2 separate regions of the Ovis aries genome follow, and region 1 is linked to region 2. A link is a contact called in public Hi-C data. All regions are on one chromosome and are shown on one strand. The core of a region is the stretch at or near the end of the contact, and the rest is flanking DNA. Distances in the headings are between cores, read along the strand shown.

Region 1 (4,955 bases), core at 1,168-3,667, 140 kb after region 2:
TGGGATAACAGAACACTAATTCGTATGACAACAAACCAAAATCCTCACACAACTGTCTCTTGTATCCTTCAGGGATCAAAAATGAGGCCTGTTCAGAACTGGTCACTAGAAAGAGAAACTGACATAAAGTTAACTATTCTAAGGTATCAATGACAGGCTGGTAAAAAATGATGGCCCTGGGACCCTGCTGACAAGGGGAGGCAAATGAAAAGAGCAGTAGGCTAGCAAATTGAATGAATAGAGACACCAAGATGGGAGGGTTCCCAAAGGGAGGAAGAGGGGAAGAGAGAGAGAAAACAGGTTCCAGAAGTGTGGAAGAGTTGATTGTTTGTGGTCAGACAGGTCTTGACACAATGCCTCAGGCAATGAGCTACTGACTAGGGCTCAGCTAAAAGCACAGAATTGAGAGAGCATCACCTCTAAAAACACGCAGTCCTTGGGTGCAGGAAACAGCCTTCCCTGGTGGCGCTAGTGGTAAAGACCCCACCTGCCAGTGCAGGAGACATGAGAGATGTGGGTCCGATCCCTGCATCAGGAATACCCTGTGGAGGAGGAAATGGCAACCCACTCCAGTACTCTTGCCTGAAGAACTCCCGTGGACAGAGGAGCCGGCTGTCCACAGGGTCGCAAAGGGGCGGACATGACTGAAGCGACTCAGCACAGCACAGCAACAAACAAGTGGATGAATCTGCCCGCACAGGAATCACACATTTAAAATATCTCCTCTCCTTTTAAATTGAACAATTCTATCTCCAAATTTAAGAAATTCATCAAGAGGACAAACGTCTACAATAAAGGTTAAGGCAGATGTGTGTCAGGAGGTAGAAGGAAAAGTTAAATCTGTCAGGCCAATTGTAACCCACCTGTTAAAGATTTTTAGCATGGAATTCCAATAAGGCAACAACAGTTTGTGCTTTAGTAACTCTGGAGAGCACCTAGCATGGCTTCAAAAAAAGGATATCACTCAATTAAATTTTAAAAGGTCCACCCATTGCAATCTCAAGGGACAAGCTATCATTTATATTCATAATCTCATTTTTTACCATTCTGCTGCTCTTGACACTTTATCCAATTACAGGAAAAAAATGGGAAAAATCAGACATGGCAACTTCCTCCACTACTACATCCCCCCTTCAGTTTGCACTTTTTACACCATTAATTCTGACTACTCTTGCCCTAGTAACGAAGAAGAAACGATACTGGGACAACCTAAATTTTGCAGAAAACATCAAGTACAGTAAGGATCGTCAAGTAGTACTAATAACAATTGAGAATCCAAGAAATTTGAGAAGTTTCAAGTTTAAAAAGCGTTTTCTCCATTTTAGTCCTTTCCAAATAAAACAAAGGGCTCGGACAACACAAGATTTTGAAGCTTCAGTGGACAATTTAGGCTAACAGTGAACAAAATAATCACTAAAATCACTTATCCCTTCTTGGGCTATTACATTTCTTACCTTCATAAAGCCTTCTTTTAAAACAGGACCACTTCTCAATTCTTTCCCTGATCTAGCATACATATGTTCCCCCGCCCCCCCCCCCCCAACAAAGTTTAGAGACCAAGTAGTGAGAAAAGGATTAATTTAGATGAAGAATCACTTGCCGTCACTGGCACCATTCCTCAACTTTGCAGGACTTCGATGGTCAAATTCCCCAAACCATCCCAGTCTCCTGGGGGCTGGATTCCCTCAACAAGATGAACAAAATCCACTGGCGTCTGGATAGCAAGCTTTTCTTTGTCAGTCTATAAGCCAGGATAAGCTTTCCATACAGTTAAGAGACTTCTCAAGGAAGCAAGAAGGTCGAAACCAGAAGATGGGGAGGTGACTAAACAGGCAGACGGCCCACCCACCTAACGCAAAGGAGAAACCGCTCGCAAGGGCTGACGCTCCTGCAGGAGCCAGGGAAGGCTGCGGGGGGCGGCCGGCGCCGCGCCCCCCGGCCCCTGGGTGGGGATGGAGGCGTGCAAAGCCAGGGGCCAGCCGGAGGCCTGGAGCGGGGCGCGGAGAGGGGGCGGGACGCGGAGACAAGGGAGCGGCGCGGTCCGGCTGAGCGCCGCCGGGGTCTGAGCCACGGCGGGGCAGAGCCGAGAAAGCTCTGCCCAGAGAAGAGACCCCGAAGCCTGCATCCTCACCCACCTGCCAGACGCTCGCCCCGCGGACAGAAGCACGGGCGCAGCGCGGGCGCTTCCTCTCCTGCCGGACACAGCCCCTGCCGCCGCCGCAGCTCCGGGACCCGACGGCACAGGGCGGCACCGAAGCAGGCGAAGCGGCGAGCGCACTCGAGCAGAGGGGGGTGCACATAGGGGGCGCTGGGGGCCCGGGAAGGCAGCTCCGTGCTTGACCTTCCTCACCGGTGGCCAGCGGCGCTTCCCGGGAACAGCATCCCGCCTCGGCCCGCTGCGCCCGGGCCTTCGCCCTCGGCTCCCCCCGGCAGCGGCCGGGCTTCCGGCGGCCACACCCCGCCCCCGCGCTACTCGGCCGCCGCCATCTTGTCGGAGGCGGGAAGACCGCACTGCGCAGGCGCGCGCCGAGGCTGCCGGCTCCGCGAGCCGCGCCGAGAGGGCACCGTGACGCGCAGGCGCGGGGGCCGCCGGCAAGCCCGGCTCCGGCGGCGCGTTCTGCTCTCTTGCGCGGGTGCTGCCAGACTTAGTGGCCAGTCTCAAAGTGTACTGCAGCCGAGTTAACAGACCTTTCTGCGCACCCCAGAGCCAGTCATTGTGTAAAGAACCTATCTATATGCCAGGTCCCGGGACAGGCGCTGGCGAAAGATTAGTAAAACGCGGCTCCAGCGCTAAAGGTGTTCCTAAGCGAGAGTCGGACACGACTTGGCGACTAAAGCACCACCACCACCACCACCAAGCTAGTGAAAAAGGACGGGAATGAACTAGTGATTTCCACAGTTCTTGTTTTCACCTGCATGCCACCTTCGCTCTCTTGCCCCTTCAATTTTAACTGAAAACACCTCTTCCAGGAAGCCCTCGCTCACACAATTGGGTCAGTTCTTTTCTAACATCTTGCGTTACCTCTTTAAGCTTTATTTCATTCAACATAAATTCAACAAGTAATATTTGAGTTTCCTTTATATTCTAGATATGATTCTAGGTTATAGCGATAAGGAAAATAAACTCATGGGACTTATATTTTAGCGGAGAGTATAAAACAAACAAAAAGCACTTTTAAAAATCAACAAAATAACGTTTGATAGTGATGAGGGATGGGAAGAGAAAAAAACACCAAAAGTTAATGTTGGGTGAGGGGTGGTACTTAGCGATCTCTCTCCAGAGATGACACTTGATCTGAGGCCTGGCTGACCACAGGGGCCAGAAGTCATTCATGAGAATCGTCTGGGCAGAGCGTTCTAGACAGAAGAACAGCAAACGCAGCAAACCTCTCATTCTTGAGGTGGGAATGAGACCAGCACATAAAGGAGAGAAAGGATAGGTGATATGGATACCTGGGGAGGATATGAGGTTGGGGCAGGGAGGACAGGGGCAATTTAGGTAGGGCATTGAGCCCATGATAAGAGTTGGATTTACTTCATGGTGGCCCCTCTATCTTATTGACACTGCCAGAACTACTCCTCAAACCCTTCTAGCTCCTGACTGCCTCACTGCACATGCTGATTCCACTGTCTTGAAGGCACTTGCTCTTGTTCTTTACACATCTAGCTTCTCATCTTTCAGGTTTCAGTTTAAATGTCACCTCAGAAAGGCCATCCTTCCTAAACTAAGTATCCCACCTACCCTTTCATTAGTCTCCATCATTGCACCTGATCATTTCTTTTAGGGCACTGAACATATTTTTCAATTATCTATTCATTGCTTCTTCATTCAGTTCACTAAACTGAACTCCACCAGGGAGGGAAGACGTTTCATTTACTCCATGCCTAGCACCATGCCTGGCATGAGTGATCACTCAATATGTGTTTGCTGTTTTTAGGAATGTCGAGTTTGTCAGCACTTAAGTAGTCAGTGGTATACTACATTGTTTTACACTGGTTTTTAAGAATAAATTCAAGTCATTTCCTGTTTATATGCCCTTTGCTAGATTATAAATAAGAACTTTGGCAAAAGAGAGAGAGAGAGAGGAAGAGAATGAGATGAAAAGGAGGTGACGGGGTAGTGGGCAAGGATTGTATTTTGCATATATATGCAGGACTGGGAGGTGGAAGGCTTCAATTTAGTGAACCACCTATTATGTGTCCTGCATTCAGCTAGATACTTAATTCTCACTACAGCCTTGCTAGGTAGTTATCCTTAGTTTTATACATAGCAAACTTGAGAGAGATTAAGTCACTTGCCTAAGGTCCTACATTAAGAGATGGTGCCAACCATAAAGTTCATGCCCTTCCCTTCTAGAGAAACTGGATTTTGAGATGGGTTTGTTTGGTGATTTGATTCTGTGTTATTAGCAGGCTTTTATTAGTCATTTCAGCCACTGCCATTTAAGAATCCCAATCATACTGCTGTTCTTCTATAGGATCTCAACAAAGGGCCTGATTTGAAATTGCTGTGGCTTTTTTTTTCTTTTGGACTAGGGCAGAGTTCATTTTACCATTTCCTTTTCATGTCTTTTTAAAAATTTGTATTTATTTTTATTAATAATATGTACATGTTTGATCAAAGGAAAAGAGATTCAGAAAAATGGGTACATTTCCTAAATGCTAGCTGCATCCCCTTGGTTAGGCTTGTTACTGTATGACTAACTCTTTCATCTAGGTCCCAAGTAATACTTTAGACATCAAAGACAGTTCTCTGGCTAAGAGTGACACCCTCACCACAACAATCACTTATCCCATTTACTCATCAAAATTATACGCCATCATTTCCCTCCAAACAGGATAGCTGGGGAAAACTACAAGAAAGGATAGGGCCGCTATCCTGTATCCAGGGCCATTCAGTCTTTATATGAAGGCATTCAGTTTTTTAAATTAACTTTTTAAATTAATTTAATTTT
Region 2 (4,814 bases), core at 1,266-3,765:
CAACTATTACAGATACAACAACTTTAGAAAATTGTTTGGCAGAATCTATGGAAGTAAAATAAAATAAATGCATTCTTTATGGCCATGCAATTCCACTGCAAGGTATATACCTCCCCCCCCCCAAAAAAAAATACAAAACAGAGAATATCAAGAAGCACTATTTATAACAGCCTCAAACTAGAAACAACCCAACCATCTGTCAATAGTAAAATGGACTGTGGTACATTCACACAATGCAATACTACAGAGCAGTAGTTTTCATCAAGGTAATCTTGCACCCTGACACTTATCAGTGCTTGGAGACATTTTTGATCATCACAACTAGGGTTGGGTAGGGCACTGGCTTCCAGTGGGCAGATGCCAAGGAAGCTGCTAAGTGACCCAGACAGCACAGGACAGCACTCACAACCTTGAACTATCTGGCTCAAAATGTCAACAGTGCTGCTGTTGGGAAACCCTACGACAGAGAGATGAGATTTAACAAACTATACTCAAAAGTGCAGGTAAACCTCATAAGCTTAACATTCACTGAAGTAAGACAGACATAAAAGCACATAGTGTGTGATGCCATTTAAATAAAATTAAAAAACAAGCAATAGTAATCTATGGTATTGGAAGGCAGGACAGTGGTCATCCTTTGTTCTGACTATATGTGCAGGGGACACTGACTGGGGGGTGGCGGGGACATAAAGGAACCTTTCTGGGTGCTAGTAACGTTTTTTCTTTTGATTTGGATACTTGGTTAACCATGTGTACTCACTTCATGAAAATTAATCAAGAAAAACACTTAAGATTTATGTATGTTTCTGTATGTAAGCTATCAATAAAGTTAAAAGTAATTCAATCATTCTCCAAATTATCTGAGCGCCTGCTACCAGAGGCTTCTGTCAAAGTGGCTTGATGTTAGGCATTTTTCTGAATTAGTGCTTTGGCATCTTCTCCTTTACGCTGTAGCAGCAAAGCAGACTTTATATATTTAAGCAGCAAAATGGGAGATATTAAATAACACAAAAATAATGTATTGCTTTAGGCCAAGTTCCTTAAATCCATTAGATTACAAGATGTAAATCAGCCTTAAAAAACAGGATATAACATTAATTGTGAAAATAAAATGTTACAACGATCCCTTCACTTGGCTCTAGGCTCTTTCTAAACTTAAGCCACCAGGCCAACTAAGAACTTGGGTTTTTCTATCGAAACAGCACAAGGGAGAAATCATTTCTTTTAAGACTATAAACACCTACTTTAAAAAAGTGTTAATTTTAGAGTAACTTAATCCAAGTCAAAAGGATGATGATGATGATAAGGGGCCTAAAACTGCAAAACTCAGCACATCTGAATTTTCTGCAAGTCTTGTTTAAAATAAAAAACTCCACTACATTCTCGAGACGATATTGTACAGTGCCATAATTTTGGTTTCCTTTATTAAGGAGAAGATTGTCATAACGTTGGTTTAAAAAAAGAAAAAAATGTGCAAACCCTACAACACCCCACCCCCAAACTGTTTCAAACAAAGGCTCATGAAGAATCACTTAAAAAGCAGCCTGGTCGTTGGCTGCTCGTTCTCCTTGGGCCTCAAACAACGCAGCAGAGTAAAAGAAGCCTTTGTGGCCTAACAGGACAACCTGCCCAGGTCCTTGTTGCAAAACATGCTTACCTTACTTATGGGGATTCGCCGCCCCTCCGCGATGGTCTTCTTGTTATTTAAATAAGCAGGATAAATACAAATGAACCTGCCACAGGAAAAGCCCAGCTGGTATCAACAGAGCAATATTTCCCCAAATTCATTCATTCTTTCACCATCATCAAGATTGCCGGTGCACCTATACAATTATTCAGTTCAGTTCACTCGCTCAGTCGTGTCCGACTCTGCGACCCCGTGGACCGCAGCACGCCAGGCTTTCCCGTCTATCAAAACTCCCAGAGCCTGCTCCAACTCACGTCCATCGAGTCGGTGATGCTCCCCTCTATTTAAAAACCGAACTTTAACTTATTACCTTAGATGAAAAAAAATCACTTGCTAGACAAAGCGTTTTTAAAAAAAGAAAAGAAAACAATACCGGAACTGTTTATTTACACACAACAGCCTGTCAAAAGCTTCTGAGGGCGGGCTCTGCTCTCACACGACAACGACAGAAAGAAAAGAGTTGTCACTTAACGACTACTTCCCGTCACCCACGGAGCTCCCAATATCCTCTGTCTCAAGTACAGGTAAAACATCGAGCTACGTAAAGTTGGACTCTAGGGTCCTGCGAACAGCGGCCTCCGGGAGGTACAGACGCCCGAGAACAGGGCCAGGGCCTAACGCCCTCTGAGGAGCCTTCCTTAGGGTTGGGGAAGGAGGCGCAGAGCCGGCGGGCTTGCCCCAAATCGCCTCCTCTTTCCAGACTCACCTGTCCTGGTCGGCCGGGGACCGCGCCGCGGCGCAAGCCATCTTCACCCGGGTCCAGACAGCGTCCACGCCCAGACAGCACCCGGTCCGGGCCTACCGGTAAAAAAGCCGGCCGGAGACCTCTGAGAGGGCCCAGACCACCCCGTTTCCGGCGGAAGTCCCGCCCATCGGAAAGTGCACTCGTCGGGGCTCTCTGGTTCCTGACGTGGCGTTGAAATCCCTTCCTCTCGCGAGAGGGCACACGAACGTGACTAATTCCTTCCTTTCTGAGAGCTTGCAGAAACCAGCCTTTGGAACACTTGCGCAGTCGCTACGATTGGTTTACGCTTTCACGCCCCGCCCCCCCGCCCCCCACCTTTTTTTAAGCTACTTTCCTTTTGCGTGTGGGTGGTGCATGTTTCTCTCACCCTTAGAGTACGGCTCAACACCGCGGGTTATCTGTGAGTTCTGAGCCAGTTGTTAGAGTAGGCAAGGAAATGCCCTGTTTGTTTAATCTTTAACCGCTCCTGGGCCCTGCAGCTTGCTTTCAACTTGGCAAAAGTGGATTTTTATAGTGGTGGAACTAGCAAAATTACTGGCACTGTTTCAGTGTTCCGTGTAAATGTTAGGAATTCGACTATACACTTTCCAGAGTCTCTACCCTAAAATTAAACTCACTGGTAAAGAATCTCCTTGCACATGGCTTGGATGATTGATCCCCTGGAGTAGGAAATAGCAACCCACTCCCCTGGTCGCTTAGACAGTAAAGCATCTGCTTACAATGCAGGAGACCCGGGTTCAATCCCTGGGTCAGGAAGATCCTGTGGAGAAGGAAATGGCAACCCACTCCAATATTCTTGCCTGGAAAATCCCACGGATGGAGAAGCCCGGTAGGCTACAGTCCATGGGGGGTGCAAAGAGTCGGACACGACTGAGCGACTTCACTTTCACTTTCAGTATTCTTCAGATCTTTATCTTGGTGTGGGAGGGTAGACTCTAAGTAAAATTTTTAGTGAAACTGTTTCTCTACAAATCCTTTCAGGCATTTGAACACAAGCAGTACTGCTTTGGTACTCTGAGGGGAAGTGTTACACTAAATCCCGAAGTGGAGGACAAGGGTTCTTCCCACTTGTGTAGGGACAGAGTGCAGCTCTTGGACACCAAGAACTGACAGGATGGCACCCAGTATGGTGCCTCTCGCTTAGGCACCACCAAGCTTCTGGCTGGTGTCTAATGGAGAGCAGTGTTTTGGTAGATCTGGTTGGTTTGTAAAGAGTAAGGTGAGAACATTCAATGAACTGAAGACTCAAGATTGAAAAGACTCAGGATTAAAAGGGCTGTGGAAAAAAAGACAGCTGGGTTTATGCTAGTAAAATTGCTTTATTTCAAAGATTAAAAACAAAACCCAAAGAACACCAGGCAGGAAATAAGTTTTCTATAGGGGAAACAGAACTCAGCCTTATATCTGAACTTTTTAGCCACAGTAAACATTAGAAGAGTTTTGAAGAAAATGAGTTGTGACTAAAGTTGTGACTCAAATTATCCTTTGTGTGAGGGCAAAAGAAAAACAATTTTAAGCAAGCAAGGATTGAGAAAGTATATTCACAATCTAGCTTTTCTGGAAAACAAACAAACACACACTATATAAGGACATATTCCTGCCAAACCAAATTATATTAACATAAAGAAGAAAGTGTTTCTGCTATGCAATAAAGAGGAAACAGTGAACACTTACATGTAATGTAAGTAAATTCAAATACTTTAATAATTTATATAAAGTGATGGTGAAGATAACTGCAATCATTAAAAAGATTCTGAAAATTAAGTGAATACATTATTACTGAACAAAGATTTTATTTTTAAGAACTTAATTTCAACTGAAGTAGTGTACGTCTCTATTTCTAAAACCATTGCCTGTCGCATCACCAGGGTTTTCATAGGACCCTGGCTTCCTGCCATTTTTTCTGTTCTGTCTCTCCTCTTGTGCTCACATCTCTGCTCAAGCCCCCATTCCTGGGTACCCCCAAACCCCGAGTTCTTGCCTCTCTTAAGCACATCTATGTGATTTTCTCTAACCCTCCTCCCACTAAACTCCAGGCTTGGCTTTACAGATTCCAAACCCATCAAGGTCCTCAGCTAAAGAAAAGGACTTTTCAAGAAGCAAGAGTCACCCTTTCTGGAAGGAAGTTGTGGTTTTAAGTAGTAGTCCTCCTTTGGTTGTGTGTAGACTAAGTCATCTGTCAAACACTGGCGCCAGTTTTTGTCAATCTGTGTTTGTAATTTTGTTTCGTACACTTGATGCTTTATCATTTGATGTTCAAAGAAAGTCACAACTGTTGTTCATCTTTTCATTGTTTGATGCCTTTCATCCAGAATTATACTTTGACATAAATGTACCTATACTGCTTTCTTCGCATTTGCCTGTGTGTAGTTGTGCTTTTAG

Evidence for each region. A called contact is a pair of places that touch in the nucleus more often than the background predicts.
Region 1: a Hi-C map of liver shows a contact between it and region 2, with 4 times the contacts expected there. The contact joins the promoter of APC here to the promoter of SRP19 in region 2. A contact is called at or near these places in 2 of 16 Hi-C or Micro-C datasets (liver and skin fibroblasts).

Annotation. Positions count from the first base shown.
Region 1 is chr7:1,234,869-1,239,823 of ARS-UI_Ramb_v3.0, forward strand. It overlaps APC (APC regulator of WNT signaling pathway), which reads right to left and starts at 2,418. Exons shown (of 15, transcript XM_060418711.1): 1 at 2,136-2,418. The coding sequence starts at 2,300.
Region 2 is chr7:1,094,544-1,099,357 of ARS-UI_Ramb_v3.0, forward strand. SRP19 (signal recognition particle 19) reads right to left here and starts at 2,516. Exons shown (of 4, transcript XM_012180613.4): 1 at 2,394-2,516. The coding sequence starts at 2,434.